Linked DNA regions of Mus musculus: region 2 is linked to region 1. Evidence: chromatin contacts called from public promoter capture Hi-C data. All regions are on one chromosome and are shown on one strand. The core of a region is the stretch at or near the end of the contact, and the rest is flanking DNA. Distances in the headings are between cores, read along the strand shown.

Evidence for each region. Promoter capture Hi-C pulls out the DNA fragments that hold promoters and counts their contacts.
Region 2: a contact with region 1 is called in a promoter capture Hi-C map of hematopoietic stem and progenitor cells, with 2.1 times the contacts expected there. The contact joins the enhancer-like site here to the promoter of Hunk in region 1. A contact is called at or near these places in 6 of 39 promoter capture datasets (the C10 cell line, cranial neural crest, hematopoietic stem and progenitor cells and 3 more), 1 of 15 datasets of contacts at CTCF or cohesin (large pre-B cells), 18 of 484 Hi-C or Micro-C datasets (the HL-1 cell line, adipose-derived mesenchymal stem cells, cerebellar granule neurons and 9 more) and 11 of 115 datasets of contacts at active chromatin or transcription factors (bone marrow-derived dendritic cells, bone marrow-derived macrophages, cardiomyocytes and 8 more).

The regions. Positions count from the first base shown.
Region 1 is chr16:90,383,782-90,389,219 of GRCm38.p6, reverse strand. Hunk (hormonally upregulated Neu-associated kinase) reads right to left here and starts at 2,823. Exons shown (of 11, transcript NM_015755.2): 1 at 2,504-2,823. The coding sequence starts at 2,764.
Region 2 is chr16:90,914,112-90,919,549 of GRCm38.p6, reverse strand. No RefSeq gene overlaps it. Among named protein-coding and RNA genes, the nearest start is that of Cfap298, 18 kb to the left of the region's middle. Within about 2 kb of position 3,294, at least 50 of the 459 cell types and tissues checked have an H3K27ac peak or open chromatin away from gene starts, as enhancers often do. A contact at or near this core is called in the HL-1 cell line and hematopoietic stem and progenitor cells, where this site is marked.

The DNA.
Region 1 (5,438 bases), core at 1,574-4,073:
AAACGCATTCCTCAAGATGAGCTACTCCGGGTCCTTCTGCCCAGGTGGCTCAGGGAGGACTTAGTTCCCACCACAGGATTCATCCCTTCCTCCTAAAAGAGAAAATCTGCACCCACTAAAAAGGAGAAGAAAAGGAAGCCTTTAACTAAACCTACGCACCCTAAGAAAGTTGTGATAGGCGGGGAGGCTGGGAGCCTGGAAGCAAGCTTTCACAGAATCTGCCTTTCCTGAAGTGAAGCCCCTTGGCCTGCAGTTTAGTTTGCAAATAGCTTGAGGTAGCCTCCGCTTTTCCTCTAGCTTTGCTTAATAAAGCAAAACCCAAAAGAAAGGAGGGCCTGGGACTCAGAAACTCACCAAATGTTCTCCCTCTCCCCCTAGCCCTCTCCCCTCCCCCTCTCCTTCTCATCTCTATAATCAGCTAAAACCCACATCTATTAGTTAAGCATTAAAGGTGTAGGGTTAGGGAGATAAAAGCTATGAATAGCACCACTGTTTCTTTAAAGCTCACCGTTGAAGGAGCTAATATCCAGGTCCCTCCCTGATACTCTGTTGTCCCCAGAGAAAGGTCCCTCCTGGTTAAAGAAAAGCATTGCAGGAATGACCAAGGTTTGCATCCCTGGCCTCTGCATTGACAACTATGGTCTTTAACTAGATCTGATCAACTGGTCCAGGGGGAAAAAACCTTATATTCAACAATCCTCCTCTCAATGCAAAGATGAATTGAGCCATCATAAAGACAGGAGGAAATGAGACCCTTCATCTAGACCCCAGTTGGGCAGAAACCTCCCTGTATTTATTCCTGCTAGGCAGGAGCTAACACAGGAGTCCAGAACTGAATCAGGGCTGAACCCTGAATACCCCAGGCAGTGCAGCCAAGGACAAAAGTATTATCCCATGGGGCAAAACTGCCCTAGTGAGGAGCTGAGGTCCAGCCCAACATGGCAAAAAGCTCTAAGAAGTTCTGATCTCTTTAGAGAGGTGATGTGCATAGCCAGACTAAATCCTCTAGATTTTGAGAGCAAAGTCCTTCGCCTCTCCCTGCCAGAACAGAAATGAGCTCCCTGAAATCAGTCTGCATCACTGATGTGTGTCCGGCAGACAGCCCACTGCGCACCAAAAAGTAAATAAATATTCCCTTACTCCACTGAGAACAACTAGGACGGGTCTAAAGAGTTTCTCCTTTGAAGAGCTAATGTGAGTTCATACTGAATGCTGGGTTTTTTTTGTTTGTTTGTTTTTTGTTTTTGTTTTTGTTTTTTTGTTTTTTGTGGGTGTTTTTTTTTTTTTTTTTTTTTTTTTTGCTTGGAAATTCGGGCAAGAGACACTTGAAAATGACTGCTCGGTCTAACCCTGCTTACCCAGTATAAAGGGGCACCCCACTTGGAATGGCTACAGAAAAAGAAGATAAAGTCAAAGGGTGATGGAACCCAGTGCTCAAATGTAGGGGTTTCCAGGACAACAGAAACCAAGAGGAAATCAAAGGTATCCAGAGGCTAGAAAATGACTAGTGTGGTGGCCCTGGCCTGTCACCAGACTTCTCACAGTTCATCACTGTCACAAACCCCTAGGCTGGGCAAGGAAACCCAGAGCAGCAGGCCCGAGGGCTTGGCCCTTGGGCTATTTGCTGCTAGGACCGGCTGAGTTCCCCTCCTCCGCCCGCGCGGACAACCCCCAGCCTGGGTGATTAGAGTATTGGGTCCCTACAAAGATACCAGTTTGGCAGCCCAGAGCAATTCCCTGCCTGAGGCCACCCAGCCTCAAAAGTAAGTCAGCTTCTTGGGTTTCTTTTCACAAATCTAAGTTAACACCTGAGATCTGCCCGCACCCGGCCTGGCAAGAGTTCACTCTCTCACTTCTAATTAGGTCGAAGTAGAGTCCCTCCGGGTGTGGGGGAGGGGCCCCTTTCCTTTACTGTCTTCTAGAAAGATGAAAAGGTATCTGCAAACTTCTAGAGTCCAGGGCCTGTGTAGTTCTGCACCTGCCAAAAGCAGGATCGTTACTCCAACAGTTGCCCCAGCCCACACGGGGGGAGAGGGGAGCTTACAGGGCCCCAACTCCCCTCCACGTCCTCGCCTGAGCCCAGGAGGGATGAAACTCTAAGCAACCTCAGACTGGCTGCCTTGCTCTCCCGCCGCCGCACATTCCACAGGCAAAGCTGAACCCCAGCCTGGATCTAGTTCCCGCCTCTGCACTGATCCATGCCCCTACCGCAGGACCCTCCACCGCCACCTCTCCCCTCCCTTCCCTGGCGTCCGCCAGGCGGCACCCTTCCAAAACAAAACAGAAAGACGGTGCGGGGTAGCTTCGCGGGTACATCTATCTGCCCGGGTACCCCACCCCACGAACGTGAGCCCATCACCACCATCATCCATCAGTAGGTGCCCGGTGGCCCACTAGGAGAGCCTGAGCGTGCGTCTAGCCACACTGGGTTGGAGAGCCAGGCTGAGTGCTCGCGGGACAGTGCTCCCGGGTCCTCCCGCCAGGCCCGCGCACCCCAGCTCACCTTTTCTCCCGTCAGCACGTGCAGCCCCTCGCGCACCTTGGCGAAGGAGCCCTCTCCCAGCTTCCTGCTGCCGATGAGGTAGTTGCCCACGCGCTTGTGGTGCTGGAAGTCCCGGAGCCGCTCGCGGGACACGCCGCTCACCCAGGCGGGCAGGAAACTTCCCTCGCAGGCCGCCGCCGGCCTGGTCGTGTCCTCCGCGCCTCCATCGCCCCCCGGTGCCGCCGGCTCGCCCAAGAGCCCGTCCCCCGCCGCTGCCGGCATCGCGCTCGCTCGGCTCCCGCGCTCGCAGCCGCTCCTCCTCCGGCTCCCGGGGCTGCCCTGGCTCCTCCTGCCGCCGCCCTGGACCCGGCCCCGCCCGGCCCGGGTCTCTGTGCTCACGCCCCCCGCGCCTCTGTGCTAGCGCCGCGCGCAGACAATAGCTGGCGACCGGGCGACCGGGGACCCGCCCCCGAGAAGTTCGTCCTCCGAGGATCGATCGCCCAGATCGCGCCCGCGGTCCCGTCTGGTGCCCCGATCGGCTGTGAGAGGGAACAGCGGCTGCTGGTCCGAGAGGGGCACAGTCCGGTGGCGGAGTCCCCCAAGCCCGGGCGCCGCCGCCCTCTGGCCCGCCGGGTCCTCAGCGGTGCTCCCCGGGGCCGCTCCCGCCGGAGAGGAGCGCGCGGCGGGCTGCAGGCGCCCTCTGGAAGGCAGCAGAAGAAAGCCCCATTCAGTTTGAATTTGCAGAAATTTAATCCGCTCGCGGGCGGCGGGGACAGAAGCGAGCTCCACTCCGCAGCTTGAGCACTTTCAAATCCCTCGTAGCCCCTCCTTCCTTCCCCGCGCGCAACAGCCGAACTCGACCCTCGCTGGAGAGGGGAGGGGAAGGGAGCGGCGGAGTGGGCGGCGAAGCCACCTGAGCGCCAGACAGGGGGACCCCGCGCGGCCGCGTAGACGCGCGCTCCTGGGCTGCCCAAGACCTGCTGCCTCCCGGGGTGCGGATCGCGCAGGTTCTGAGCTTGAGCTTTCTGGCCCTTTCGAGAGTGAATGTCCTCACCAACAGCACCCACCATAGGCAGGGGAAAGAGAAAGAGAAGCTTTGGACTGTAGCAGAGTTGGATACCCAACCCAGAACCTGGCACACAGTAGGGACTATGGAAGATGGGTGGGTGGGTACCTAGCAGGCTATGTGTCGGGGCTCGCACACATACTCGATTGCTGTTGTCCGTGGAGAAGCAGCCGCCACAGCTAACAGTAGTGGCGGCAGCGTAGGAACCAGGGCGTTTGCTGCTTGTGCGCGTTCGTTTGCCCCCTCTCTGCTTTCCTTAGAGATGATGTATTGCAGGGTGAGCCGGACCGGACCGGACCGGAGCCTCACTGCTCCTGAATGCTTTTATTCTGCGGGCTCTGTGAGTGCACTGATTTCACCTAAACAATAAACATAAACAGCCTGAGACACCTACCCATTATTCTCCAGGATCCCCAATATATTCCTGAAGCGAAATGAGAGACACACACACACAAAAAGGATGCGGAGAGGGCTTTCCAAAATGCGACCTGTTGAGGTGCCCGCGTCTAATGCAAATTTAACCTCTGATCACACATCATCTGAGCTCAAAGGGAGGATTCGGTCCTAACAAAGTTCATTTCATTGTTTACCCCGCAGTAAACAGTTATGACATCATCGATCCACATTTATGCTCTGAGGTGGGGGAGGGGACACAGCTGTCACCCATCCAGTCTTGGGGCGGGGAAGATCCCTTTCCTGGCCTATCTAGAAAGTAACCCCCAAAATGACCGTTTTTCAAGTTCAGGCATCTGTTGGTTTGAACCACGCATAAGCTGTGAGTCTCCACCCTTGCTATTATGACCGAGTCTAGTCTTGTCTTGGGTTGGGGTCTCATTGCTCTGGATTTCCTACGTTAAAGACAAGCTTTCCACTGCTTTCTTGCTGTACTTGAGGGACGCCTTAGCTCCTACAGTTTCTGCAGGGCTCATCCAAACATTTTCACGTTTCTAATTCAGTAATTGAATTTTTTAAAGGCAGGAAGTGGGGAGAGGGAGAAGATGCTAGGTTCAAAGTGTGGGGAGAATAAAGCCCATTTTGGGGGTGAAGCCCATTTCCTTCAGGAAAGGATTTAAAGTTTCCCAATATTGCATTAATTAAATTTTAGGAAATTAGCTCTTTGTGAAAATTTAGAGATTCATTTGTTGCAATTTAAGGCAAATCCCAGAGAGTACTCATCGTTTAAGGGGGAGGAGGGGGAGGGTGGGGGGAAGGCAGGGGACGGTGCTTCATAAGTAGTGGAAGTCACTTATGATAAAATAGTGACTTTCTTTCCTCTTAATGTTTTGATTATACCCTCCCAGGGTAGAGGTCAGGAAATGGGTGAAGAAGAGAGAAAACACAGGCCCCTTAAATCTTCAAGCCTCCTGCTATCTGGGTCTGGTCCAAGCACACTGCTGATTCTATTGGCTGGGATGGATGCCAAAGGGAAAGAGAAGTTCAAATCCTACCCCTGCCTGAGCTTAGTAACTGGTTTTTGAATTACAGTTTCTACTGTCTAAAGTGGCCTTGCTCAATAAGGCCAGAGCTTCATTTCATAAGACGAATAAGCACACGAGATACTGGATCACTCTCCCAGGAGGAATTCTAGAAGTACAGGGCAGAGGACCAGTCACCTGCCATTGAAGAGCCTCTACTAACCCCCAACCCACCCCCTGCAAGCTTGTAGGGTTCCTCTAGGCGTTACAGGTTATCTGTCTTTGGAATAGAGAGATGGCTCAATGGTTAAGAGCATACACAGCTCTTCCAGAGGACCAGAGTTCAATTCCCAGAATTTATATTAATTTGCTTGCAATGGCCTGTAACTCCAGGCTCAGGGGATCAAAGGCTCTTTTCTAGTCTCCAAAGGCACCTGCACTCAGATGCACATCACATCACATCAGAGAGAGAGAG
Region 2 (5,438 bases), core at 2,045-4,544, 530 kb before region 1:
CCGAAGCTTCCAGGACCCTGTTGACTCGGAGACCTATGTGGACTCCACAGCCTTCTGGGCAGATAGTGATGCTTCATCTCCATGGAGCACAAAGCGCCTGTCAATGCCAGCCTGCCTTCTTCCCTCACTGAATCTCATTCTCATCCAAAAAAATAAAAAATAAGGAAAGCCACAGGAACTCACTTCCTTTTTCCTGCAATGTCAGGGGCTCAGAGGCTCCAGTGGAGGGAACAGTCCCTGGAGGAGCCCCTTGGGGACAGGAAAGCATCTCAAAAGCTTATGGTAATGGTTCCAGTGGGGGTTGGAGAGGCAGGTAGAGGGAGGCAAGTGGTCAAGGGTGGAGGATCTCTAAGATGCTGCTTTGGGACAGACACCCCATTGCAGGATAGATCTATATAATAAGAAACTGCTACTGGACTCCTAGAAGCCCAGACAGGAGCCATGCAGGGCTCTCAGGTGCTGCTGAAGGTCACCCCACGGCTAACACTGAAGATGTGAATCCACAGGACGCCTCCAAAAGTTCATCTCATCATCTTCATGTATGAAGTGACGTCTAACTATGTTATCCAATTGGTTCCAAACTTGTGGGCTCATGATTCCAAACTTGAGTATGCTCCTGCCTCCTGAGTAGCTGGGACCACAAGGATGTGCCATGACTTTCAGGATCCTCAGTAACTGAGGTGGAGCTGTGGGATCCATCTTTTTAGGTGTCCAATGTTGAAGAGACCGGGGCAGAGGCAGCACATGGCCCCCACCAAGGGCCAGCTGGGGCTTGGCCAGGGGAAGTCTGGGAACAGAAAATGAGTCCCTCAGAGATGACACAACTTGATGTTTGGAGAAGCCCTGCTCTCTCCTCAGGCATGTTCCAGAAGCCAGTGTGTTGTCTCTTTCCTGTGTTCTCTCTTGGTGTGGCTCCCTGAGCTGGGCTGTCGGATTTAAAACAAAAACCCAAACATTTGATTTACCAGTAAAGGCTCAGGAGCCAGAGGCTGTGGTGAAAGCCTGCTAGCGCAGAGAAGCAGAGAAAGCACCCAGCGGCCCTTCCTACTCCACCGACGTCCCGGAGAGGAGAAAGCTCCTTTTCCTTCCCTTTCCTGGGTTCTCTCCTATGTCCACTCCCTGTCAGCTGGTTGCTTGTTCCACCTCTTGACCTGTCATTGTCTTTATTTAACTCTTGTTTACAGGAAGCTCTTTCGTGAAAGGTGTGTGCTAGGGCTGAGCCACACCACAACAAGAAACAGGTTTTTCCAGTTCCCAATCTTGAGGTTCACCTGTGATCAAATTCCCTGCGATACCGGGCTGTACTGGGTGTGCAGTGTCTGCTCACGTGGCTGGTGAGAAGGTGGAGCAGGTGTGGCAGTGGATAACAGACAAGAACACAGAGGCTGAGAGAATGAACCAGGAGCAGCTATGTGCCACGTGCCTGGGACCTGCCAAGCTGTCCCAGGGCCTCTATTGCCCTGCCGTGGTCTCTGTCTCAGACTTCCTTGCCTTGAGCTCCTGAGACCTGAGGTGATGCTGAGGTGGTCAGGATAGGGAAGGGTAGAGGCCCGGTGGACAGGTCTTTTTATTTTCTAGCTGCTTTCCTTGCAACTAGCAACTGAAGTCTGACTGTCTCTCTTCCCAGAGTCTAGCATACAACAAAGCTTGATGACCAGTAGAATGGAGCGGGAGAGGTTGGGGAAGAACAACTAGTCCAGGAGCTGCTCTGTGGGGTTAGTACCACCAGATTTAGTGCCTGATGCCCAAGCATTAGACATGAAAGGAATGAAAAACTGGTAGAAAACATGGCCTCGGGTCTGCATGGACTTCGAGAGTAAGTAGCTCAGGGTCAGCAGCACAGGGCTCCCCAGACTGGCGTAGGTCCTGCTTTAGGGGCCTTTTAAGAAGCTCCCCGCACTCGCTGCTTCTGAAGCAACTGTTTGTGTGACTGTTGAAGACTACACAAAACCACAAAACATCACTTAAAAGCCACTGGAAATTGCCCTGAGGGTGCGCGGTAAATGGAAAAACATTTCCAAGAAAAAAAGCCTACTGCTCTCAGTCCGAACAGGGTCAGCCTGTGGCATGGGGCACTGATGCGATCCTCCCAGCTCCCTGTGACTGGAACTGCACCCTGGGCAGCTGCGACCAGGAAGACAAAGGTTCCCTCTCCCCCAGATCCCATTGTAGGGCTCTAGTTTCATCCTATTAAGGGCAAGCAACTGGAAACCCATGTTGCTCCGTGCTACAGAAACCCTACATTGGATGGTCATGGCTGAGAGACCAGGACTCACTCCCTAACCCATCCACACCTCCCAGGCGTTGGGCTAAGTCCTGAGGTCTCCACCATCCTCAGGCAAGCTCCCTTGGGGCTCAGGTCACAAACAGGAAGAGTGAAAAGACCAGGGACCGACCTCAGCCCTCTCCCAGGACGGTGCCACTCGGAAAAAGGTGCCCTGTCTCTGCTCCCGGGCACTGGGGAGAAGCTGTGCTCTGAGACAGAGGCTGCCCCTGATGGTTCTGCTACAGGGGGCTGACTTCCTTTGGAACAGAGACTGACTGGCAAAGTGCATGCTTTAGGGCTCGAACCACAGCAATGGAATAATGAAGCAATCCAGGGCTAGCAACTCCGAGATACCAGTAGCAACAAGTGAGACTGTAGACCCACCAGAACTCTGAGAGAATCGTGGGGAGAGCCAGCTAAGAAGAGCCTCCAGGGAGTTTGTCCTTCCCAAAGGGGCAGAAATACTGGTGCTGGGATGCATCCTCTCTGGAGCCATCCCATAATGGTCATGATCTGATTACAGCCTTAACATTTACCTCCTACAAAGGCAACACAACGCATCTTTATCATTTTTTTTCTTCCCAACTCATTTTCAGTAAAAAGTATCCCAGGGCCATCGAGATGGCTCAGTGGTTGAGGACACCTAGCATCACCTGATGGAAGATGGCATCTGACCTCCACACGCACACCGTGGCACGGGCACATACACAATAAACAAATGAAATACAACAAGGAGACTTTATCTCTGTGTACAAGCTGCGTGACAGAAAGGAGACTCCAGAGGAAAATTGGTCCGCTCCTGCGATGTCCCCTCAGCTGACCGGCACCCACCTGACTTCCTCAGGGTTCAGCGGCACTGGGTCAGAGGTCAAGTTCTAAAGACAGAAGCTTGGGAGCTCAGGGCAGGGAGGCAGCTCACCGGGTTGGCAAATTCTTCGTAGATTAGTTAACACGTTTTCTCTGGAGTTCATTGTTAGCACAGAGGGAGATTTCCCCTTTCTCTTAGTGAGGTAATGTCATTTGTTCATACATGCCCCTAATTGGCCTCCCTCCCTTCTGCAGAAAGGACACGGGTCCTTTCCAGGTCAGATCCGTGCTTAGTCATCTGAACACGAGTCCCCTCCCGCCTCCCCTTGTCCTTCCTGAGCTGGACTCTGACTCTGAAGGAAATGGCAGGCTCTGCTTTCCTTTGCTTGAAAGCGCTCAGTTTTGACTCAGTGAAGTCAAAAGCTTGGAACGGGGGAAGAAGGGCGAATCCGTGGCTCCTGTGAAATAGGAAGTGACCAGCTTTCCTCTCTTTGTCCTGCCAGCCTAAGCTCCTGATATCACGGGCAGTTCCCTTGAAAGCAGGAAGACAGTATCTCTTTTCTCTTTTCTCTTTTCTCTTTTCTCTTTTCTCTTTTCTCTTTTCTCTTTTCTCTTTTCTCTTTTCTCTTTTCTCTTTTCTCTTTTCTCTTTTCTCTTTTCTCTTTTCTCTTTTCTCTTTTCTCTCTCTCTTTCTTTCTTTCTTTCTTTTTTTTTAAACTTTATCTGCATTTATTTTATGTTGAATTTATTCCCATGCCATGAGTTTTTGTTTCTTCAATTTCTTCTGGGATATCTTTCCTTCTGTGCGACCTCCTCTTCTGGCTTTGGAACCATCTGTTCATTCTCAGTGAGGGTCATCTCACTGTGGCAGGGGGAGCTCATGTATGGGTTAATCCAGCCATGAGATTCTGGAGGTTCGTGGGCGCATCTCAGGTGCCTTGCTCACCTGGATGTGTTCAATGACGAGAGAGTCTACGTCTAAACCCTTGAGTTCAGCATTACTCTCTGCATTTTTAAGCGTGTGCAGCAAAAATTCAGCACTCTTCTTTGGCCACCGTCCCTGTGTCCAGCCCACTGTTTGGTCTGGGCACACTTACGGACTCCACCATCACACCTCCGGAATGGCACACATTGCTTCTTTAGTGACATCCTTCAGATACTAAGTAGCTTTGAGGATATGTAGACCCTTGATGGCCCGGGCAGTTCCCTGGGTGTTCTTAAAGTGAGCATGAAGATTCGAACCTCTTGGTTTGTATGATTTTGTGGGGTTTTCTGGGTCAAGAGAGTAGCGAACCATCTTGACAGATCACTTCTGGCCACTTACAGGAAGAGGCAAAGACAGTATTTCTACCCCAAGATAAGTTCTCAATTGCATTTTCTGCTGAAGCAATTTGAAAGAAATGTAATAAGGCTGTGAGCTACCTTTAAAAAAAAAAAAAAAAAAGATTGGGAACCTTGCGAAACAGGGCTCCGCTGAAGAGCATCTGTTGTGGACTTGACATCCCTGCAAAGGTGAGCCTAACTCCATCTTAAAATGCTCGCAGGACTCATGGCTGCAGTAGCTCCCTAAGAAGGTCAATTGGGGGGGGGCACCCTCTTCAAGGCAAGGGGGAGGAAGAATGGGATGAGGAACTGTGGGAGGAGGGACAGGGGATGGGGGAGAACAGCTGAAATGTAAATAAATATTTTTTAAAAAAAGAGATTGAAATAAGCTGTGCATAAACCAACAACAGAAAAAAAAAAAGAGAGAGAGAGTCAATTTTAGTTTCCTAACCGGACTGAGCTGGAATTTGGCAAATTCCAGGCTCTCAAGATCAAGCACATGGGGGTGACGATCTTTATTATTCTTATTAGTTATTAAATAACACTCCAGGGCAGGTGAGGTGGTACCTGTTATGTCACAGCGCTTCGGAAGCTAAGGCAGGGGGATGACAAGTTCTAGGGAAGCCTGAGGCAGAGTAACACGGGCTCAAACCTGCTTTTAGCTGATAGAGTAGGAGAAACAGCTGTCATCACGGGAATGAGGTACTTTGAGATGTCTCGATACATATACACACAGTGCAATATTTAAAATGGGCTAGAGATGTCTTTCTCCTCCAACGTGGCATCTCCATGGTACAGACATGGGAAATCCTTTCTCCTAGCCAGTCGAGACAGCTTGGAGCTTGCTGTCACTATAACCACCTTTCCCAGCCCTCCTAAGCTCCTTACGCTCTGATAGCAGCCCCCCTGTTCCCAGTGTGTCTGATATGGACAGTTTCACCTTCACACAAGAGCGGGACAGTGTGATATCTGACTGTGCGTCCGGCTTATTCTCTGAAGTTAGGCAAGGCGACTGTTCCAGGAGTCACGGCCTGCTCATGCT